Regions from separate parts of the Callithrix jacchus genome. Here region 1 is linked to region 2. The links are chromatin contacts, called in public Hi-C maps. All regions are on one chromosome and are shown on one strand. The core of a region is the stretch at or near the end of the contact, and the rest is flanking DNA. Distances in the headings are between cores, read along the strand shown. Region 1 holds the start of ERRFI1 (ERBB receptor feedback inhibitor 1). Region 2 overlaps PARK7 (Parkinsonism associated deglycase).

Region 1 (4,108 bases), core at 976-3,475, 50 kb before region 2:
TTGCAAGTTGTTTAAAATAGAAAAATCAGATTAATCATGTATTACTCATGTGTTTTTATGATTTTTGATAATTTACCAAAACATGAGCACATCATACAGCTCACAACTGTATAGTGAGTATCTGAGTATCCTGTTGATCTTCTTTCTCGAAAGAAGGGGTGTGTTTGATGGTTGCTCTGGTGATTATCACTGTTTTATGAATAAGGGAATGTAAAAGCATGCCAATAAGGCCAAAGCACAAATTACAGCTGTATTGTAGTGACTTGAAATAGTGTAGCCAGGGTTCCTTTCAGATGAAACTTGAACCTCTTTAGGTGCCCATTCAGTAAATACTGTTCTGTGAGGTCTGAAAGATGTACTCTGGCAAGTTCTCAGGCTGATCTTTTTTTTAAACACTGGTAACAGCATATGAGTAGGCCACAAACCCTCACCAAAATGGGAAAACTGGGACAGATTTTCTTTGGATCAAAAAACCTAGTTAGTAGGTAAGGAACTCAGCAATCAGTTGTGACTCATTTCCATCATCCTAAAATAATATTGAATTAATAGCAATAAGACAGGTTAACTGAATTGTTGACAAATAGCATAGGCATGAAAATGACCCATCAGCCCCTTGTAAGCCAGGAGGGCCATCGGAAAGGAAGCCAGATTTCTCTCTGCAAAATATTAGTTTTGCAACTTAGAGAGGGCAAAGATACTTCAGATTCTTTTTCTTTTTTCGTGCTTAAGGCCTTGAAATCAAAATCGGCCTTTAAATTAGAAAGTAAGTAAGTAAATAATAGTGGAGAAAAGGCAAATCATTGCATGGAGTGTAGAGTTAATAGTTAACCTGATAATAAGGCCAGAATCTCATTCCATATGTTAAACTACCCCAATTAGGTAGTGCTCAGTGCCTATCATGCATTATTGCTGAAGTGCAAGCAGGCGCTCCAGGAGACAAGAGGTCAGCGGCAGGTCTCCCGCCTCTCGCAACAGAGCACCAGCCAGGGGATTTGTTCTAGTTAAAACTAGAGGGTTTCCGTCTGTTTGCTTTTTTTCTTACTTTAGTTACTCTTGGTTTGTTATCATTTGTATTATTTATTTTACGGTTAAACTATAAGCCTAAGTTGCATCACTGGCGCCCCGAGAAACCTCCTCCCACAGGCCCGCTGGGGCTTTGTCCTTGGGCATCCGAGGCCTCTCCAAAGCCAAAAAGACGTCGGGGCCACCTCAGGTCGCCTGAGTAAACACAAGCCTGGGAAACCGAGGGCCCCCTAGGTCAGCAGTGGGGGAGCTCCTCCTGAAACCCAAACGATCCTGTAGGGCTCAACCTCGATTTTCCAGCGCAGTCAGAGGCGCCCTGGGCTTCCCCCGCGTGGCCTCACCGCCCCACTCTGTCCCCTCCTCCTCCCTTGCTGTCCTAGTCTGTCCCTCGCCATCCCTATCTCACATTGTCCCTCACAGTACCTCACTGTCTACTGTCCCACACCGTCCGTCACTGTCCGACGAAGTCCCTCGCTGTCCCACACCGTCTCTCACAGGTCCCTCACTGTCCCACATTGTCCTTCACTGACCATAAGTCCCTCACAGTTCCTCACCGTCCCACACTGTCCCTCACTATCCACACCATCCCTCACCGCCTCTCACAGGCCCACACCGTCCCTCACCATCCCACACTGTCCTTCACTGCCCCAGACAGTCCCTCACTGTCCCACACAGCCCGTCACTGTCCCTCAGTCCCTCGCCGACCCTCACCGGCTCCCCTTTCCCCCACCGGCTCCCCTTTCCCCCACCAGGGCTTTCTCGGCCCCCACGGCCAGCGGCGGCCCACGGAGAGGAAAAAACACACAATCTTGCCCGGAGCCTGAATTTATGGGAAATCCCACGCGAGGCGCGAGGTGCCCTCAGTTCGGGTGGGAACCGCGGCCGAGGCCCGAGTGCCCGCAGGCTTCTGAGGAAAGCTCGGCATTGTTGGGCTCCCGGGCCTCGGCAGCTGCCGCACGGCTCGGGCAGAGGAGTGGATCTCTGGCCCGGGTCGGCCCAGAGACGCCTCCCCCGGAGACAAAGCCGACTCCCTGCAGCGCCGCGCTACGCCACGGTGGGCCTAGCGCAAACGCCTCGGCCGCGGCATTGCCCCTTTAAGCGGCGCGCGCCCTGATTGGCTGCGGAAGGAGGCGGGGCGGGGCGCGGCGACCTCACGCCCAGCGTAAACACTATATATAGAGGCGGCTGCTGCAGCCGCGGCGACGGCGGCCCAGTGCGAGGCAGAGTGTTAGCGGTATTGCGAGCCAGCGAGAGGCGCCTGCGCGATGTCCGGGCCCCTGAGCCCGCGGCGCTGAGCCAGCCGGGACGGACATGCGCGGGAGGGCGCCGCGGGACAGCCGCCGCTCCTCCGGGGTAAGGGGCCTGGCGCGCTGAGGGGGTGGGGAGGGCCGCGCAGCGCTCCGCTCACTCAGGCCCCCAGCACCGGGCGCCGGGATCGAGGCGGCTCTCCGACGCCAGGGCGGGGGCGTGGAGGGCGCGGGGAGGGTCGCCGCGACGCGGAGTCTTCTCTGGGACGGAGGGAGGGGCCGACCTGGCGCTCGCGGGCTTCTCCCTGAGGTGCGGAGGGCGGGACCCTCCTCGGCGGCGCAGCCCGGGCCTGGGGACGCCGTGAGGTGCTGGCGCCCGCCCTCTTCTCCACGCCGGCAGTGGTCGTCGCGCGGCCCTTCGGCTGGCGGGGGCCATGCACCCGAGCGCGCGGGACACGTCCCCGCAGCACCGGGACCGCCAAGCACGAGGGTCCTCGTCCCGCAGCCTGCGCTCGCGGGCTTGCCCGGCGGGGATGAGCGACTTCGGGGCTGGGGACTCGTTTTTTGGGGTTTTTTTTTTTCTTTGTAAAAATCGGGGTTGCGTTGTCTTGTTCACACCGTGTGCGGGTCAGTCCGGTCCTGAAAGCTGGGGTGGGAGGCCGCTGGCGGCTCGTGATTGCTTGCGGTGGCTGGTACTGGTTCTCTTTGGCGGTCAGCCCCAGTCCCTCTGCCTAATCTCCCAGCGGCGGTGGTGATTCCGAAATCAGTATTTTAAAATTCGTCTGAGCTGTTCTGAACGCTTTCTTCTCTCTTAGAAACCTGATTCTTTGCTTTGAACGTCTTAGGTACCGCTTTGAATGGAATGGGACTGCAGAATTATGTGCTCAAGACGTGAATGCTTACTGGGAATTTCGTGTGTGTATTTATATGTATATCATAGCCCTGTACAAATTAGATGACTCCTTAACCATGAATGGTGCTGTATTGGTGCTTGCTAAGTCTTTATTAGGATTTCATCATTGCATGAAAGAAACCAGTCTCTTACCCGATAAAAATATGAATAGCTTGTTAGTCATAAACTTAAGTCAGTCAGAATGGAGACTGTAGCTTTAAAAGAGATGTGGTGGTGACTTGAGGTACACCTGCAACACAGGTAGGGCAAGACTGGTTTCTAGGCAACTGTCAGGGGTGAAGAAAGGTGAGGTTAAAATGCCCTTTTTTTCCCTTCCAGAACAAATGTTTAGCCTTTTATAAATGTGTAAGAATGTAATGGGTACAAATTTGTTGAGACTTGAACATCCAAGTTCAACGTACCTATTTTTTTAACTGCATTTCTTTGCTTGCCTTTCTGTAATTACAATATACAAGCTTAAGTAAAATTTTTTTTGAACAGAGACCAAAGACAGACTAGGTACCTATATCAGCAGATAACTGAATTTTGCAAAGACCGAAATAAAAGAAGCTGGTTTCTTGCAAACATGCTGGCTGTAATTGGTTACCAATATGTTATCAAGCAAGTTCTTTTCCAGATATTAGCAAGTTTGGAGAAAAATACGGAGGATTTAGCGTGGACTTCAGAGACTATTTTTCATTCCCTTCACTCCAAGCAGAGGTTTATTTTCACCTGCGTGTTCCAGTGGACAGTGGATAAGTGATAGAGGTCTTGGACTAACGATTTTATAACCTGACAGATATATTAGATTGTAAACTCCTTAAGGGTAGGCACTTTGCCTTGGGTAGCTTGTCTTATGCAGCCTTGCATAGCTGATGATGCTGATAAATAATTGCATGAAAGCATGTTTTACCTTTCAAGGCTCAGCAGGAGTGGACCAGTCAAT
Region 2 (4,256 bases), core at 2-2,501:
TCTTCTGACAAATATTTAATAAAGATCTACAAGAAAGGTGCTGGCAGAAATTACAGCATGGGAAAAAATCAAGATGGGAGAACATCATCTGATATGAAAGCAACAAGAATGGATTTTAAAATGGTTATGAGAAAATAAAATAGTACTGAGGTATTATGATGAGAGGACATCTGTGAAGCACCAAATGTCCTTATTCTAAATTATGTGGCAGATAATATGGTGCCTAAGATCACTAGGTACTGAAAGAATCAGAAGCTCCTGGGAAGCCAGCAGAAAACACCGTGGGGCTTCTGAATCTGCAGAGCAAGCACGGGGCAGAGTTGTTGTGTTGATGTCTGACAGATTCTTGCTGACTGTGTGCTGGCACAAAGACTTTCTGGCACAGAGATTTGCTGTAACAAGCTGTTTACTAAATTCCAGAGGGCCTTGTTTTCCTCCGAGTCAACCAAACACGGAAAACACCAAGTTTCACAGAATGTAGACCAAAGGCAAGGAGAGGCAGAAAACGGAACAATTGTCCTCATTTCTGAAATGACACCAACTTGATGCCACCCAAACTAAATACACCAACACAGATGCCCTGCATGCTTTATGAAGGGGAAGAGCTATTTGGAGTCAAACTATCAAATGAAAGGCTACCCCACCCACCAACAACATTGCAACACAGACTGCCCCTGCGCGTCACCTGCACAGATGGCGGCTATCAGGCCCTTCCGGTTTTCCTGTTCCTTCAGTATCTCCTTCACAGCAGCAGACTGGTGAAAAGAAAACAAAAAATACATCAAGTTATCATTATACCACTACCCAATCACTCACTAGGAAACTTGGGAAGAATCTGATTTTAGCTTAACCCACAAGCTCTCTGACCTATTTTCCAACAATATTTCTAAATCACTGGTACACAAATAATCAAAGTGTATCTATATTGTTAAGCCCAAGTAAGGTATTTCTTCGAAGAGAAACACATTCCCCCACATTTAAAGATCAGAAAAGAAAGCAATTTGACCCCTGCCATTTTGTACTCCAGGGAGAAAGAAATAGAAGAGAGGGAATGTGGGGTTTTGGGTGTTTTCAGATGGCAGAAAGACAGACTCTAGCAGGAAGCAACCTCTTGCATCTGACTCAACCCATTTCTAGCAGCCCCAACTCTGCCTGTGATGTGCCCCTCACCCTGGCCTCCGACTCCTCCCATATGACTTAAAAGGAGGAACAGCAGTCTCTGCTGATGGCATCTGTCATTCCTGCTGGTAGCTCTAGCCCCATGACCTCCCCCACTTCAGACTGGTAGGTAGAGTAGACAATTTGCCCTTCCCAAAACACAAAATCTGATTCTTTTGTTGGTGGAAAAAAATGAAATAATCTTACTTTGGACTATATTCACTGAAATTTGTTCGTAACTGTTCCGCCAATTCAGCTTACTTCCACGGCAACTTTTGTGTGTGTGTGTGTGTGTGTGTGTGTGTGTGGATGAGACAGGTTCTTGCTCTGCTGCCCAGGCTAGAATGCAGTGGTGCAATCCCAGCTCACTGCAGCCTCAAACTTCTGGGCTCAAGCCATCCTCCCACCATAGCCTCCCGAGTACCTGGGACTACAGGTGTGCACCACCATGCCCAGCTAATTAAAAGAATTTTTTTTTGGAGAGATAGGGTCTCAATGTGTTACTCAGGCTCGTCTCAAACTCTGCGCCTCAAGCAATCCTCCTGCCTCAGCCTCTAAAAGCATTGGGTTTACAGGCATGATTCACTGCACCTGACCTCCACAGAAAATATTAAAAATGTTTTTTTGAGACTGGGTGCGGGGGTTCACACCTATAATTCCAGCACTTTGGGAGGCCGAGGTAGGTGGATCACAAGGTCAGGAGTTGAGACCAGCCTGGCCAACATGGTGAAACCCTGTCTCTAATAAAAATACAAAAATTAGTAGGTGCGTGCCTGTAATCCCAGCTACTGTGGAGGCTGAGGCAGGAGAACTGCTTGAACTCAGGAGGCGGAGATTGCAGTGAGCTGAGATCGTGCCACTACACTCCAGCCTGGGTGACAGAGCAAGACTCCGTCTCAAAAAAAAAAGTTTGAGTTAATGCTACAATACCATTTTGTTAATTTTAATTGTTTCTATTTTATTCACAGTCTCCTCCCTGAATTATCTGAATAATAACAAAATCAACAGAATATAAGCAGATGCTATTGAGGTATAATTGAATAGAATTTTACCTCAGATAAATTCTGTGCACCCAGATTACCTCCTGGTAGAACCACCACGTCATATGGTCCCTGTAACAGTTTAAAACATAAAGAAAACGAAAATATTTCATTTCAAATGAGCATTAAAGTGACAGTCCAATAATACCTTCCTATTTTAAATGTGGGAAATATAGGAGATAGACTAAACATCTGCCAATGGAAAAGTTAAATAAATTAACGTGTATCCGTATGATGGAATGTTGTTTCAAACCTGTATACCACTATATTAAAGGATGTCCACACTGTGGAGTAGCTGGGGTAGTATAATCTCCCCCCTGTAAAAGACAGGGATATATGTTTGTGTGTAGATGTATGGGTGGTAGGTGTATAATCATCACAAGCACCCCGACCCCACATATTGTGTATACATGTAGTCACAAAGCAAGACACTCTAGTTGCTAATGGGAGTAGTGTGGGATGGGGCAGAAGGAGAATGAGAATAGGACACTTAACATTTCGACTTTGTCTATGTCCATATTGTTTGAATTATTCTTCAACAAGAATGAAGCATTCTTCTATTTAATATTTTCTATTAAAAAAATTAATAGAAAAACAGGCTGGGCATGTCTGTAATCCCACCACTTTGGTAGGCTGAGGCGGGCAGATTATCTGAGCTCAGGAGAGTTCAAGACCAGCCTGGACAACATGGCAAAACTCTGTCTCTACTAAAAATACAAAAATTAGCCAGACTTGGTGGTGCATGCCTGTTAGACCCAACTACTTAGGGGGGAATGAGGCAGGAGAATCGCTTGAACCTAGGAGGAGGAGGCTGCAGTGAACTGAGGGTGCGCCACTGCACGCTAGCCTAAGTGACAGAGCCAGACTCTATCTCAAAAAAGAAAAAAAAAATTAATACAAAAAACTTTATGAAGTCAAAAAAAATTTTTTTGTGCCTTTTACTTAAAAAGTTACATTTTAACTTTAAAAAATGTAACGGGGGAGAATTTTAGTATCCCCCCTCAAAAAAATTCCTAGAAATCTAATCAATTTCAAACTTCCTGAAATTACAAAATGGAAATTTTGTATTGTACTTTAGGATGTTAAAAAGAGGTTTAAAAAAATCTAGTCATTAAACAAATTACAAAATAAAAATGTATTATGTATTTAGTGCAATCTATACTTTAAAAATTATTTAGAGACAGGGCCTCATTGTCACCAAGGCTAGAGTGCAGTGGTGCAATATAGCTCACTACAGCCTTGAACTCCTGCGCTCAAGCAACTCTCCTACTTTTGCCTCCCCTGTAGCTAGGACTACAGGCATGCATCACCACGGCCAGCTCATTTTTCTATTTTTGTAGAGACAGGGTCTTGCTATGTTGTCAGGCTAGTCTTTGAAACTCCTGGGCTCAAGTAATCCTCCCACCTCAGCCTCCCAAAGTGCTAGGATTTCAGGGGTAAACCACTGTGGCTGGCTCAGAATCACTTTTAAGACCATAAACATCCTACTATTGATGGAAAACCAAGCAAAGCTCAAAACTCAAAAGAAAATATGTAAAGTATAGAATTTGTTTGACTCCTTTTAGAATCTGCACTGAAAAATAAAAGCATGCAAAAGGTAACCACTTCCTCAAAAAACTCAGTAAACAGAACTACCATGTGGTCCAGCAATCCCACTATTGAGCATGTATCCAATGGAAAAGAGATCAGCCTACTGAAGAGACACTGGCACGCCCTTTTCACTGCAGCAATAGTCACACTAGCCAAGATATTAAATCAACCAAGTTCCAACAACAGATGAATGCATAAAGAAAACGTGGCATTTATACACAATGGAATACTATTCAGCCATAAAAAAGGAATGAAATCTTGTCATTTGTGGCTATAAGAATGGAACTAGAGGACATTCTATTAAGTGAAAGAAGCCAGGAACAGCAAATTAAACACTGCATGTTCTCACTCACATGTGAAAGCTAAAAAAAATTGACCACATAGAAGTAAAAAGTAGGACAGAGGATATTAGAGGCTGGGGAGGATAGAAGAAAGTGGGGATAGGGAGAGATTTGTTAAAAGATACAA

The links. A called contact is a pair of places that touch in the nucleus more often than the background predicts.
Region 1: a Hi-C map of skeletal muscle shows a contact between it and region 2, with 3 times the contacts expected there. The contact joins the promoter of ERRFI1 here to the enhancer-like site in region 2. A contact is called at or near these places in 2 of 3 Hi-C or Micro-C datasets (induced pluripotent stem cells and skeletal muscle).

What each region holds. Positions count from the first base shown.
Region 1 is chr7:45,898,255-45,902,362 of calJac240_pri, reverse strand. ERRFI1 (ERBB receptor feedback inhibitor 1) reads left to right here and starts at 2,225. Exons shown (of 4, transcript XM_002750243.6): 1 at 2,225-2,376.
Region 2 is chr7:45,847,471-45,851,726 of calJac240_pri, reverse strand. It overlaps PARK7 (Parkinsonism associated deglycase), which reads right to left. Exons shown (of 6, transcript XM_009000365.5): 4 at 686-755. Among named protein-coding and RNA genes, the nearest start is that of PARK7, 7.5 kb to the right of the region's middle. Within about 2 kb of position 1,251, at least 6 of the 16 cell types and tissues checked have an H3K27ac peak or open chromatin away from gene starts, as enhancers often do. A contact at or near this core is called in skeletal muscle, where this site is marked.